Regions from separate parts of the Sus scrofa genome. Here region 1 is linked to region 2. A link is a contact called in public promoter capture Hi-C data. All regions are on one chromosome and are shown on one strand. The core of a region is the stretch at or near the end of the contact, and the rest is flanking DNA. Distances in the headings are between cores, read along the strand shown.

Evidence for each region. Promoter capture Hi-C pulls out the DNA fragments that hold promoters and counts their contacts.
Region 1: a promoter capture Hi-C map of fetal skeletal muscle shows a contact between it and region 2, with 3 times the contacts expected there. The contact joins the promoter of ELANE here to the promoter of LOC110259376 in region 2. A contact is called at or near these places in 1 of 5 promoter capture datasets (fetal skeletal muscle) and 2 of 47 Hi-C or Micro-C datasets (embryonic fibroblasts and skeletal muscle).

The regions. Positions count from the first base shown.
Region 1 is chr2:77,512,488-77,518,923 of Sscrofa11.1, reverse strand. It overlaps ELANE (neutrophil elastase), which reads left to right and starts at 2,806. Exons shown (of 5, transcript XM_003122986.4): 1 at 2,806-2,989; 2 at 3,381-3,537; 3 at 3,676-3,817; 4 at 4,468-4,698; 5 at 4,855-5,155. The coding sequence starts at 2,833. The coding sequence ends at 5,061. The region is part of intron 15 of MED16 (mediator of RNA polymerase II transcription subunit 16); the gene reads right to left.
Region 2 is chr2:77,226,220-77,232,797 of Sscrofa11.1, reverse strand. LOC110259376 (voltage-dependent calcium channel beta subunit-associated regulatory protein-like) reads right to left here and starts at 4,704. Exons shown (of 1, transcript XM_021084267.1): 1 at 2,387-4,704. The coding sequence starts at 4,672. The coding sequence ends at 3,695. It overlaps CBARP (voltage-dependent calcium channel beta subunit-associated regulatory protein), which reads right to left. Exons shown (of 10, transcript XR_002341709.1): 9 at 5,685-6,353; 10 at 2,380-4,748. It overlaps STK11 (serine/threonine-protein kinase STK11), which reads left to right. Exons shown (of 10, transcript XM_021084263.1): 9 at 800-1,018; 10 at 1,868-2,910. The coding sequence ends at 1,002.

The sequences.
Region 1 (6,436 bases), core at 1,557-4,056, 290 kb before region 2:
ATGACAGTGGCTGGGGCAGCTGCTGAGGCATGGGTTCAGATCCCCTGCACAGTGGGTTAAGGATCTGGCATGCAGCTGTGGCTTGGATTCAATCCCTGGCCGGGGAACTTCCATATGCCCCAGGTGGGGCCACAAAAATAAAAAAGATCACACCCAAGAAGGGGAGCTAAGGTTGGGGGCTCTGGAGCCACGGGTGGATTTGCTGGGGTTCTGCAGATTCAGGGAAGGACAAATCCACAGAAATAATAAATAGAAATAATAAACAGGAGTTCCCTCATGGCGCAGCAGAAACAAATCCAACTAGGAACTATGAGGTTGTGGATTTGATCCCTGGCCTTGCTCAGTGGGTTAAGGATCCGACATTGCCATGAGCTGTGTGCGTGATGTTGGTCACAGACACAGTTCAGACATGACGTTGCTGTGGCTGTGGTGTAGGCCGGCAGCTGTAGCTCCAATTAGACCCCTAGCCTGGGAACCTCCATATGCCACGGGTGCAGCCCTAAAAATCAAAAAAAAAAAAAAAAAGAAAGAAAAAAAATAATAAACAGGATGTTTGGGGAGAGCAGGGCCACTCCCCACAGCTCCGGGGTCTCCTGGCCTCCAGCAGTGGGAAGGACACTCAGAGTGTCGTTTTCCTTTAACAAAGATCAAGTGAGGTGCCGCCACTTCGTCATCACACTCTGATGGTGAATCAGGCTCCCCCAGACGCCTGGCCCTGCCCTCCAGGGGGTGGTTAATGGTTAACAGACCCTCAAGGACCTCACTTTCTTACTGAAGAACTTCACAAAAGTTCATTCATTTAATCCTGGGACAATCCTGTGAGTTGGCGACTGATTATCATCACTTCTGTTTTACTTTTTTTTTTTTTTTTTTGCTTTTCAGGGCTGCACCTGCAGCATATGGAAGTTTCCAGGCTAAAAAGCTGAATCAGAGCTGCAGCTGCCAACCTATGCCACAGTCACAGCAACACGGGATCTGAACTGTGTCTATGACCTATACCACAGCTCAGAGCAACACCGGATCCTCAACCCACTGAAGGGGGCCAGGGATGGAACCCGCGTCCTCATGGATACTAGTCGGGTTCGTTACGACTGAGCCACACCAGGAACTCCTATCACCACTTTCATTTTACAGATGAGGAAACCAAGGCACGGAGTTGTCTGTAGCATGAAGTCATGGTGGGCAAGTGGCCACGCCACCCTCTGAACCCAGAAGCCAGGTGCTTAACCTCTATAACCACTGAGAATGGAGTATACAGGTGGTGCTCAATAGAAGCAGCTTTGGTTAAATATCCCTGCCTGAAGCGCATCCCCCAAAGTCTGGACCTCCTCCATCCTGCCCCACCCCAAGATTGGAAACAGGTTGTGTATGCAGCAGGCGTTTAACAAGTGCTCTATGGGATCCTGCTGTATAGCACTGGGAATTATATCTAGCCACTTACAATGGAGCATGATAATGAGAAAAAAGTATGTATATATGTTATGTGTAACTGTCAACTTGATGTACAGTAGAAAATTGACAGAACACTGTAAACCAGCTATGATGGAAAAAATAAAAATCATCATTGAAAAAATAAATAACATGTGCTCTATGGTGGCTGTAACTCAATCGAGAAGGAAGGGAGCTGAGACGGGCTGATGTGCCTCAGCCCAGGGGAGGGACGAAGGGTGGACACTGAGCGTCTGCTGTGTACTGGAGAGAGATGGGGGTTCACCTGCCTGTGGCCACACACCAAGGGGGCCCAGGGACAAACTGGACTTCAGCCCCAGCCTGCTTCTGGGCATCCCTGGGTGCCCCCGCCTGCCTGTTTCTGCAGATGGATCCGTTGGTTCCCTCCCCTGAACCCTGCTCCAAGCCAGGAGAACGTTGCTTCTTGCGACAGCCTTGGCTATGGCCGTTGCAGCTGGAGCAGCCGCCGGGGGGAGGTGGGAAGGGGAACAGGGGCCCCTGGGCTGGGGACTGGCCCTGACGGACCCCATCTCTACTGTTGGCTTAAGTTCTTCCAAGGTCTGGCCAAAGCTCTCAAACTTGGATGGAGAGCCATGGTCCAGCTGCCAGGCCTGGGTGGGAATTTTTTTTCCACTGCCTCAGGCTGGAAGTGGCTTCAGAGAAGCTCAAAGCAGGGGGTGGGGGTGTCCCAGAACCTCTGAGGGCCACCAGAGACTGAGCCTTGGGTGGCAGTGAGTTCCCTGTTAGGAGCCACAACCAAAGAAAAGATGGAAATCAGGCCCCAAGAGAGAGACCCAAGGCTGGAAGAGGAGGTAGCAAGTTACCTTCCTGCTGTGACCTGTGGACATCTGAGTTTGAACCCCAGTTCCCCCACCACATCACTGGGTAGGTGGTTTGCAGGGGCGGAGGGGGTGGGGATGGTGGCTCACTGTGCCTCAGTTTCCCCCTCTTAAATGGGGACCCAGCAGGCCCTGCCATGCCTCCCAAATGTCAGGACAGTGCTGGGGGGCTGCCATTATTACAGGGACCTGGGTAAACCAAGGCACGTGGGCATCCCAGCCAAGTCCTTTGGGCCTAGGTTGGGGAGATTTAGCAAAAACACAGGAAGCTCATTAATTCTGAATGTTGGAAAGATAAAGACTGACTTTATATAGATCAGTATATGCTGTGCAATATTTGGGATATACTTACACTTAAAAAAAAAAAAAGTTTATCTGACATTCCAATTGTATTGTGCGTCCTGAGTTTTATCTGGTGACCTTCTGGAGCCAGCCTGACCCCCTGCTCCCGTCCTCCTCCCGGATTCTTCCCACCACTCCCTCATCCCCCATATCCCCTGCACTGGGAGAGGGCGGAGAGGAAGTGGGGGCACCTGGCCCCACCATGGGGCAACCTCAACGGCCTCGAGGCAGGGGGGTTATAAGAGGGGCAAGGGGATTCCAAGAGCAGAGTCACTGCTGCCCCAGCCCAATCATGACCCAGAGCTGCAGACCCTCCAGCCCTGCCCTGGCCCCGGTCCTACTGACCCTGCTGCTGGGCGGTGAGTGGGGCCATGCAGGTCTCCTAAGGGCATCCAGTCCTGCCTCTCCTCTTACTCTGCACCTTCTTGGTCCCTCATCCTCATGGGGAGTGACAGTTGGGGTGAGGTGGGAAGGTGGGGGTCTCTAGGCACCCCCCGGGGACTCGAAGGTGGGAAGGTGGGGTCTCTAGGCACCCCCCCGGGACTCGAAGGTGGGAAGGTGGGGGTCTCTAGGCACCCTCCGGGGACTCGAAGTGGGTGAAGTCTAAAGCTCTAGCTGCGCCCTGCAGGGGGACCATGCAGGCCACTCCCCTCTAGGGACAGGGTGGCTGCCTTGTGGGGGTTCACTGGCCGACTGACCTTGGCGGGGCTCCTCCGCGCGGCTCACCGCCCCCACCGCCTGCGCCCCCAGGCCCCGCGCTGGCCTCGGAAATCGTGGGGGGCCGGCCGGCCAGGCCACATGCATGGCCCTTCATGGCGTCCCTGCAGCGGCGCGGAAGCCACTTCTGCGGCGGCACCCTCATAGCGCGGAACTTCGTCCTGTCGGCCGCGCACTGTCTGAACGGCTTGTGAGTGTACCCCCACCCCCGCAACCTCAGTTTCCAGTTTTCGCGGGGCCGGGGCTGGGGGCCTCGGCCGAGGTGCGCGGCTCTATGGGACCCCTGCGCCCGCACGGGTGACGACTCAATCGCCTCCTCCTGCCCCAGAAACTTTCGGTCCGTGCGCGTGGTTCTGGGGGCACACAACCTGCGACGGGGCGAGTCCACCAGGCAGAAGTTCAGAATCCAGCGGGTCTTTGAAAACGGCTTCGACCCCATGACCCTGCGGAACGACATTGTGGTTCTCCAGGTGCGAGGCGCGGGTGGGGAAGAACTGGCAGGTGCAAAGGCCCAGCTTAGTTTGGGGAGGGCGGAGCATGGGCAGGAGACTGGGGACACGGTGAGGACAGGCCTGGTGTCCCATCTCTCTGTGCTTCAGTCTTCCCCTCTGTGAGACGGAAATAAGTCAGATGCCAGGACAGCAGGGAAGCTCTGAGCAACTGTCAATCAATAAGGATAGTATTTCTGGAGCCCACAGGGATGAGGCGCAGGGACCTCTTGGTCCGTGGAAATAGGGTCAAAATTCTCCACGTTCATGTGAATAGGAGACTGGAGGGAGAGAACTGTCCTTCCCCACTGCTTGAATAGCTATGGTTATTTTCTGTAAAGTTCTAGAACAATGGCTTTATTGCTGGTGGTGTTACCCATAGTTTTGTTTTCTTGAGTACCTACTGTTTACTGGACTCAAAACATGTCTGGGGATGCCCTGGGTCACAGTGGCTGCTCGCACTTTACAAACAGGAAAGGGTGGGAACCATCCTGCAGGGTGGATATCTGGCTCTCAGATATCCCAGGACCATGGTGGAGCCCTGGGTGGGGGAAAACTTGGGGCCCAGAAAGATGAAGGTTGTTGTTCACTGCCTCCTGTGACCTGCCACTGCTCTGTACAACCTGCTGCAGCTCAACAGATTTGCCTTCATCAATAGCAACGTGCAGGTGGCCCAGCTACCTGCTCAGGACCAAGGCGTGGGGGAAGGGGTGCGATGTCTGGCCATGGGCTGGGGCCAGCTGGGCACGAACCGGCCACCGCCCCGAGTCCTGCAGCAGCTCAATGTGACTGTGGTGACAGCCCTCTGCCGCCCCACCAATGTGTGCACCCTGGTACCAGGCCGGCAGGCTGGCATCTGCTTTGTACGTATCTTGCGTTCCCACAACCCACCCCTTGCTCCCACCCAGGCTGCAGCAACCAAGACCCCTGGAAGAACTTCCAGCTCCTGAAGGGCAGTGGGTGGGGATGTTAGGGTGGGGCCTGAAAGCCCAGCCTCCCAAACTTGTCTGCTTCCACAGGGGGACTCCGGCGGGCCCTTGGTCTGCAATGGGCTGGTCCAGGGGATAGATTCCTTCATCCGGGGGGGCTGTGGCTCTGGGCTCTTCCCAGACACCTTTGCCTCCACCGCCAAGTTTGCAGACTGGATCAACTCCATTATCCGACGCTATGGTGATAATGACAGCCCGCCTCTCCACCCCAGGATCCCTGTGGGCAGGACCCTCTAGAAAGGCGGCCCCTGTTACCCCACTCCCCCCGGCTGGGCTCTTCCCATGCAGCATCATGCAGCATCTGACACAATAAAAACCCTGTTTTGTAGAATGTGCCTGGGTGTTTGTTGGTTGTGCAACTGAGTGTCAGAAGTCCTCAGGTGAATGTCTTGAGCATGTCACAAGTACGCTGCTACCAAGTAGCAGCAAATTTAGTGCACCAAGATAAAAAGTCCCTTCCTCATACTTCACTAAAGGATACCAGTAGCCGTTTCTGGCTTCCCCTCCTATAAAATGTCATTAGACTCTTGTTGCAGGTGGCAAGAATGCAAAGCACTATAGCAGGTGTTCATTCTGAGTCACAAGGATCATTCTGAATCTTTGCAATCTTCACTCATCTGTTTCTGGCTCCAGCCCCTAAAGTAGTTCTTATATAAGTGCCTTGTTTTACAGGCGAGGAAGTAGAGATGCAAAGAACTGTAAAGTCATGCTCCAGGGCCTGGGTTCGAGTCCCAGCTCTGTGACTTTGGGCAAATTGCTCACTGTTTCTCTGATTCTCAGTTCCCCATGGGGAAGACTGAGGCACTGTCTGGGGAGGACCCAATCAGGGGTTGGGGTCCAGGCCAGTCTCGGCCTCACTGGGTACGGAAACAATCCTTCCTCCACTTCCCCAACCTTTTGCCTTGGGACACCTCAGGGTCTTAACTAGTGCTGTTCCCTCTGCCTTCCAGCTTCTCCCTAAGGTTGTCCTCAGAACACCTCTCCCCACAAGGGCCAGCTGCTCAGGCAGGTGACCCACTGCCCTACAACTGCTTTTTCCACTTAATACGATATCTTGGCGGTCTTTCCATGTCAACAAAGCATCCCAGGATCTGCAGGGTTATTTACTGAACCATTCTGTCTTTTTGGGTAATTTCCAAATTTTGCTGCAATTTCCAATCCTTTTACTTACATAATCTGCACTCCACATTCCAATGGGCTTTTGTTTTAGAGTTTCTGATTTGAGCAAGGAAACATTTTAGGGTCTAACAAATTGCATTTGTTATGCTGTTTTCTATTTTTCTCTGTATGTGTGAAATGGTCCACCATGAAGAAAAAAGAAGGAAAGGAGAAAATACCATGCACTGTTCCTCCTGGGGACGTTCACGGTCCTCCCCACCCTTGTGGTTACACACAGCATCTCCCCCGAAGAGGTTCATGAGATGTTGACCCACCATCCCCAGCTTACAGAGAACCATGTGACCCAGGTTCTGCTCATCAGAACCTGCCAACCCACAATGGCTGCTTTAGGGGCATGAGATCCAAACTCAACCAATCAGAGGCCGCCTTGAGATGCTGGCTAGAGTGATGGGGAATTGGCAGAGGGAATAACTGGGCCATTGGTCTGAGTCTA
Region 2 (6,578 bases), core at 3,455-5,954:
CCATCCTGAACTCTGAGTTCTGACCTGAAATGCTTTTTATGTGATGCCAGTAGGCTCCCAGCAAGTTCCAGAGGCCACCAAGTCAGGCTCTGGATGCCAGTGGCGGAGGTAGGGCTCTGTGTGGAGAAGAGAAGGGCTCAAAGCGGTTAAGGGCAGTCCCTGCCGATGTCCACATGAGAAGGCTGGGCAGCGCAGGCACATGGGCTCCCTGCACCCCTCCCTCTGCCCCATGCCTTGCCAGGAGCACATATCTGGGTGGGCAGCCCCAGGCCATTGGCCCTCAGATGCAATTGAGGGCTGTCTGCCTGCACAGTAGGGGTGGGACTCAGCAGGTGTTGTCTCTCCCTTTGTGCCTGGTGTGGAGAGCCAGGGTGGGCTGTTGTGGGAGAGAGGTCGGCACCCCAGCCCAAATGTACCCCCTTTGAGTCCCACAGGGTCCAGCAAGGTTTGGCCTTTGCACAGGTGAGAGAACAGAGGCTGGGGCGCAGGACCCTGTCCTTCACCATGTTCCCGCAGTGAAGGGTGAGCAGGACAGCCTGGAGCCTGCCCAAGTGCAGCCCATACCTGAACAGGCAGGTGAGCGTGGGCTGGGCCTGGGCCTGGCCCTGGCCAATTGGCTCTAAGACCAGCTCTCCCTCTGCCTGCATTAGGACCGTGATGGCAGGCCCTGGACAGGTCAGGTGGAGGAGGAGCCTGGGCCCCACTGGCTGGAGGTGACCTGGGCCTGGGCAGGTGGAGACACTGGGGGTGTGTTGGTCTGGGCCCCCCAGTCAGCACACACTCGCCCTCTCCCTCCTAGGACAGGTCCTGGAGGAGGAGGCAGGTCGGAGCGTACAGAGTCGGGGCCTGCCTAAGGCTGTATGCGTGAACGGCACCGAGTCAGTCCAGCTGAGTGCCAAGTCGAGAGCGGAGCGCCGGGCCAGCGCCACCTCCAACCCCACCCGCAAGGCCTGTTCGGCCAGCAGCAAGATCCGCCGGCTGTCAGCCTGCAAGCAGCAGTGAGGGTGGCTGCCTCCAGGTGGGACATGATGGGGACCAGCAGGACTGAGTTGGGGGCACACTGTGGGTACTGCCAGTACTTGGCTTATGTCACTGTCATGGCCACTGCCGACTATGGCCAGCTCTGCCCTTCACAGTCATCAGTCTGCTTATCACCACGGGGTCTGGGTTGGAGGTGGGGGAAGGTCACTTTTAGCGGGCTACAGGCCCTCAGTGGGGTTGGGGAGCCCATGTGCAGAAGAAGGGCCCCTTAAGATGACAGTCTGTCCTGCAAAACTGAGTGGCTCGCCCTTCCCCAGTGTGGGCTGCTCCCAGGACAGGGGGCTGCTGGCTTTGGAGGGGCTGTGTAGGGTGGGTGGGAGGTTGGGGGCTGGGAGGGGCCGTGGCTGTCATCTTGGTTGTTGCTGCCTGCTCTGCTTCCTTCTCCCACCTTTGTTTGCCCTGCCCCCATCCTGAAAGGCCCTAAAGGACTACAGGCCCCATGGCCTGCTTAGGATGTGAACAGCAGGGTGGGGGTCTGAGGCTGTAGCCTCTGTCCAGCCACATCCCCTCTCCCACGGAGCTGCCCTGGAAGTACTTCTCTGCCAGCTTCAGAACAGCCAGACACGGTAGAAACTGCTTTGGAGGGAAACCTGGTTCTGTGGAGAAAGGGCAGTGCTTAATCTCTCCAGGCAGTAAGTAATTCAGAGGGTGGTCCCTTGAGGCAGCGCAGCCCTCCCAGGCACTCCCAGCACTGTGTGACCTCCCAGCACTGTGTGACCAGGCCTTGGTTTCCCCAACCTACAGGGAGCCCACGTTGGGCCTGTTTTTTGGGATGCAGAGCCTATGTGTTGACCCAGAAGTGACCCACTTTCTGTCCTGGTCTCAGCCTATCTCCAGGAGCCCCAGCCAGGTCCTGCTCAGTCTTCCTGCCTACTGCTGGTCTGCTGCCCACCGCCCCAGGAAGGCCGACGCTGCACCCTTCGTGCTGACCGCCCCTTCAGAAGCCAGGGGGTCCTAGAGGGCTGTGGCTAGGGGCAGCAGAGACTGGAGCCCGTCCCTCCCCTGATGGCCGGTGGACACGATCTCCTGCTGACTGCAATCCTATGCTGAGCCCCCTCCCCCAGCCAGGGGAGGAGGGAGAGGGCCCGGTGTGGCCCCGAGCCAGCCTTTGCCATGCACTTTACGTTGAGACTACTGGTTCTCGCCCACCCTGACTCCTCTTTTTACTCTGCCACTCGTTAGCGCCTCCCACACCTGGTGATGTGTTCAAGCCAACCACAGCGGCAGCAGGATGGGCGTGACGACCAGGCCTGTCCACTGAGATGCATGCCTAGTGCCCAAGGGAGCCAGGCGGCTGCCTTGTTTTGTTGTTTTGGTTGGTTCCTGTTTCTTTTTTTCTTTTTTCTTTTTTTTTTTTTTAAGAAAAAATAAAACAGGTGGATTTGAGTTGTGGTCATGAGGGATGTTTGGGAATTGTGGGTGGCAGGATGTATTATCAAGTGGGTGATCAGAGTCTGAGCCTGGGGCCCTTTGTAGATCCTGTGGTGGAGGGGCTGGCCGGGGTCTGCAGGTCTTGCTGGTAGTGCCTGGTAGGGACATGGCCTTTGGCCATGTTGGATCTCTGTGCTGTCTTGGTGACCCAGCCTCCAGAAAGCTCCAGAGCCCATGGCTGCACAGTTCAGTGGCCTGGAGATCCTGATCCCTTTCCCCCCAAGGCCTCTGTGCTCTTGGATCCCATGAGAAAACTCAGAGCCAGCAAGAGTATGCAGTAAATATAATCAACCAGAAAACAAAACACAAACTCCATCACTGGATGGCACACTGACAGTGCGAAGCTTCGAAGGAAGGGACGGGGCAGGGCGACTCGGCCGCTGGCGAGGGCTGCCCCATCTTTTGGCAATAAATAAAGCTTGGGAAACTTGAAACCTTGATCGTTTGGATTTTGTGTCTGAAACAGTGGTGAGTCCTAGCGGCTCTTTGGATTGATGCAGTAGGGGCGTGCGGCCCACCCAACATGCAGAGGGCGGGCGTCGGGATGCAGACACTGGGAGGAGGGCTGGAGGGTGTATCTAGGGCTGGGGATGGCAGCAGCAGATGCGGTTATTGCTTGGAGGGGGCGCGGACTGCTGCGAGCACTCGCCGCGGTGAGGTAAACGGCTTCAAGGGGTTGGCGGCCGCGGTCTTGGGCCAACCTCCTAGCCCAGGGCGGATGCATTCTTCAAGGGTCCTCGGCACCCCGCAGTCACTGTGCTTGTGCCCTGGCGCGGACTCTGGCGCGCCTCGAGGCCCAATTGGTCCTGGGAGGGGTCTCTCTGCGCATGCGTCTAGCGCAGTTGCTGTGCATCGCCCCTCTAGGATGCAGGCGCTGCGCATGCGCTACCCATCGCCATGGGCCCGAGACGCGGCAGTGGTGTGTGCTACGCTCAGTCACCAGCTCGAGGTCGCTGTCCAGGACCAAGGGAAGCGGAACGTGGTCTTCAGGAGTCTGAAGATGAGAATCCGCCACACTCCCTCTAGTCGACCCAGCTAAATGCCCGGTATGAACTGTGTGCGTGCGCATCCTGGGGCGGCGCGGGGCGCCTGGGGCACTGCTTTGTGCGCGAGGCCCCCCAGTCCCAGCGCATGCGCACCAGGGCGTCGCGCCCCAGGTGTGTCCGGTGCCAAGGCCCCGCCCGTGCTGTATAAGCTGACGAGGTGGGCGCAGGACACAGACTTAGACGGGGCTGTGGTCGGGGGATGTGGGCGCGGCTGCGGCCAGCGCAGGGGCCACAGCGACAGGCTGGGCCAGGCGCGGCGGGAAGAGTCTGTCGTCGAGGCTGACTGCCAGCTTGTCCAGGAGAGCGCCCTGAGGCCCGGTGCACAGGCCAGAGCCTGGGCAGCCGCCGCCGGGCTCCTCCTCGATGACGGGGATGGCGAGGGCAGCTGGGTCCTCTCCTGCGCGGCCTTCTGGTGGGCAGTCGACGCTGTCCCCGCGGCGCAGGGGTGCGCGCGCAGGGCGGGGGGCGCCGGTTGGTGCCCCAGAGGGGGCTGGGGCCGCAGCTCGCGCACCAGGGTCGCTGTGTTGCCTACCCCGCTGCTGCCACTGCTTGCGCGTGTGGGGATGCACACGCGCGCGGTGGCGTGCTGCTGCAGACGGAGCATCATCGAAGTGCGGGTCATGGCGGAGGAACTCATGGAACAGTGCATCCGTCTTCTCGTCAATACTGTAGTCCCGGCGTGGGGCGCGGCGGGGCCAGGCACGCGGGCTGCGGGGTCGGGAGGGCACCTCTGGCATGGGCCCCTCGAAGCTGCCGCCTACGGTGGCCTCGTGGCCCGCGCTCGTGAAGGAGGAGCGTTTCTCTGGCGCGCTGGGAGGCCCCTCATCACCCGCACCGCGGCCCTCGATGCTGGCGTAGCCGCTGTCCATCTGCAGCAGCTTGCGGGGCCCACTTGCCTCGCTCTCCGCTGGGCGCGGTGTGGGTGGCGGTGAAGGTGGAGGGAAGGCGGGTACGGTGCCCCCGGAGCCCGAGCCCGAGCTGTCGCCGCTACGCACGGAGTCGCGGTCGTTGCCGCTGCTGCTGTGGTCTGAGGCGGTGGCTGCATGCAGCTCGAGCGAAGCGCGCAGGCTCCAGATGTCGCGGTAGATGGTCTGGGCCTGCTCCGGCCCTGCATCTCGCTCACCATCTGAGTCTTGCTGCTGCTCAGGCCCCATGCTGCTGCTGCTGCGCTCCGGGGGGGACTCGGGGCTGGATCCTCCCGCGGCGCCCACCTCCTCGGCTGCCTCTAGCCTACAAAACAGGCTGCAGCCGTCAGAAGGCTGCACAAGCCCCCGCGCCCCCTCCCCGGCCACCCTGCCTCTGGGTCCGGGAGGGTGGGCACCGGTGGGAACCCTTCAGGTTTTGTCAGACTCGCTATAAGATGGGTGTTTTGAATGCTGCCTGTCTACTTAGGAGTGGATGTGTGGGGGTAGACCCAGAGCCCTCTTGGCACCTGCTGTTTAACCAGGGCCTCTTTCAGAATATGTGACCTGAGCATTTGCTGGGATTTGGCCCCTTGCCCAGAAAGAGCTAAGACCTTAGAAGATGAGCTTCCTAAGAGTTTAGTATAGCAAAGCACTGCCTGGACCAAGCAGGGTCCCGCTCAGCCCCTACACCAGGTGACTCTGGCTGTGTTGCCTCACCCCCACCATGAGCTGATAGGAGCCTGGAAGAGGATACACAGAACTGTTAACTACCTAGACCTGGAAGTGCCCAGGAGTAGCTAGCCTCCCTTATCACTGAGGAGGGTCCAGAGCTTCAGGACAGTTGCCTTTGGGCTGGGGGAGGGGTACTGCTGGTAGAAGTGGTTACACTGTTTCCAAGTAGGGACATCCAGCCCTCAGAAGCAGGGCAGGTAGGAAGGGCCATGGGCTCCACCAGGAAGTATTGATACCCACACAGACACACACCCACTGAGGCCTGGCTTGAGCAGGCATCCTGTCTTGGGGACCCTGGGGCCCCACCCGCCCCTCTGCCCTTACCCAGTCTCCCCCTGCTTCCCTCCTGCAGTCCATGCTGGAGAGGTGGCCTCAGCGAGGCAGCCTCCGCGAGGGATGGTGGAGCCAGAGGGACACGAACCGCCTGTCCGAAGGGTGGGGAGAGCGCTCCCTGGGCCACCTATGGGGGACGGGGTGGGGCAGGGGGCCCACAGGTCCACCCCTAGCACCTCTATCTACTGAAAAATACCTGCCGAGAGCGGGGGGCGAGCTGGCAGGGCTGGTCAGAAAGGGGTGGGGGCTTGGGAAGGCCACTGCATCTCCTGCACTGGCGATGTACTGAATGAAGTCGGCCTGGGGGGCGCCCCCCTCCTCCTGCTCCATGCTCTCGCTGGCGGCCCGCTGCCGCTGGAAGTGGTGCCGCTTGGGGGAGCCTGTGTAGAAGAAGGCACGGCAGCCTGCCGGGGCCCCTCCTAGCCCTGGGCCCATCCCCTTCCCCCCCCACCACCACCCTGGGCCACGTGAGTGTGTACCCTGCTGTGCAGATGAGGAAACCAAGGCATAGAGAGCAGAAAGCCCAGGGAAGGGGTGAGCCAAAGGGCCTCCTGAGCAGCCCTGGCAGACAGGTGTGGCCGGAGCAAGGACCTGGACTGGCTACCCGGTGACAGACATGGCCTGGCTAATGTGTAGCCGGCCAAAGGAAGGCGTGAGAGAGTGAGGGCCAGGTGTGAGAGCAGAGAGGTGAAGCCCTGTCCTGCCAGCTCCAGCCCTGCCAGGGACCAAGACCCTCCCATGATAAGAGGCCTCAGTGGGAAAGCCTCGGGTGGGGATGAGAGTCACCCAGCAAACAGGTTCTGGGCGCTTCCTTGCCTCCGTTTCACTGTAATCACTCCAAGAATCACAGGCTCCTTCTGGGCTCCTGGTGGGACAAGGGGCTAAGCCCTCCCCTCCCTGGCCAGGCGCACCTCAGCCAGAATTCACCCTGCCCAGCCCTGCACCAGCCGGAGCCAGGCCCCAACAAAGGGGCTTCCTCTGCCACTGACCACACGGCTTCTCTCATCTCCAACACTGCTTGTCCCCCATCCCTGCCTCTCCAGGTACCGCCACCTCCTCCATAGGACAGCTGGCAACCCAGAGTCCTGTC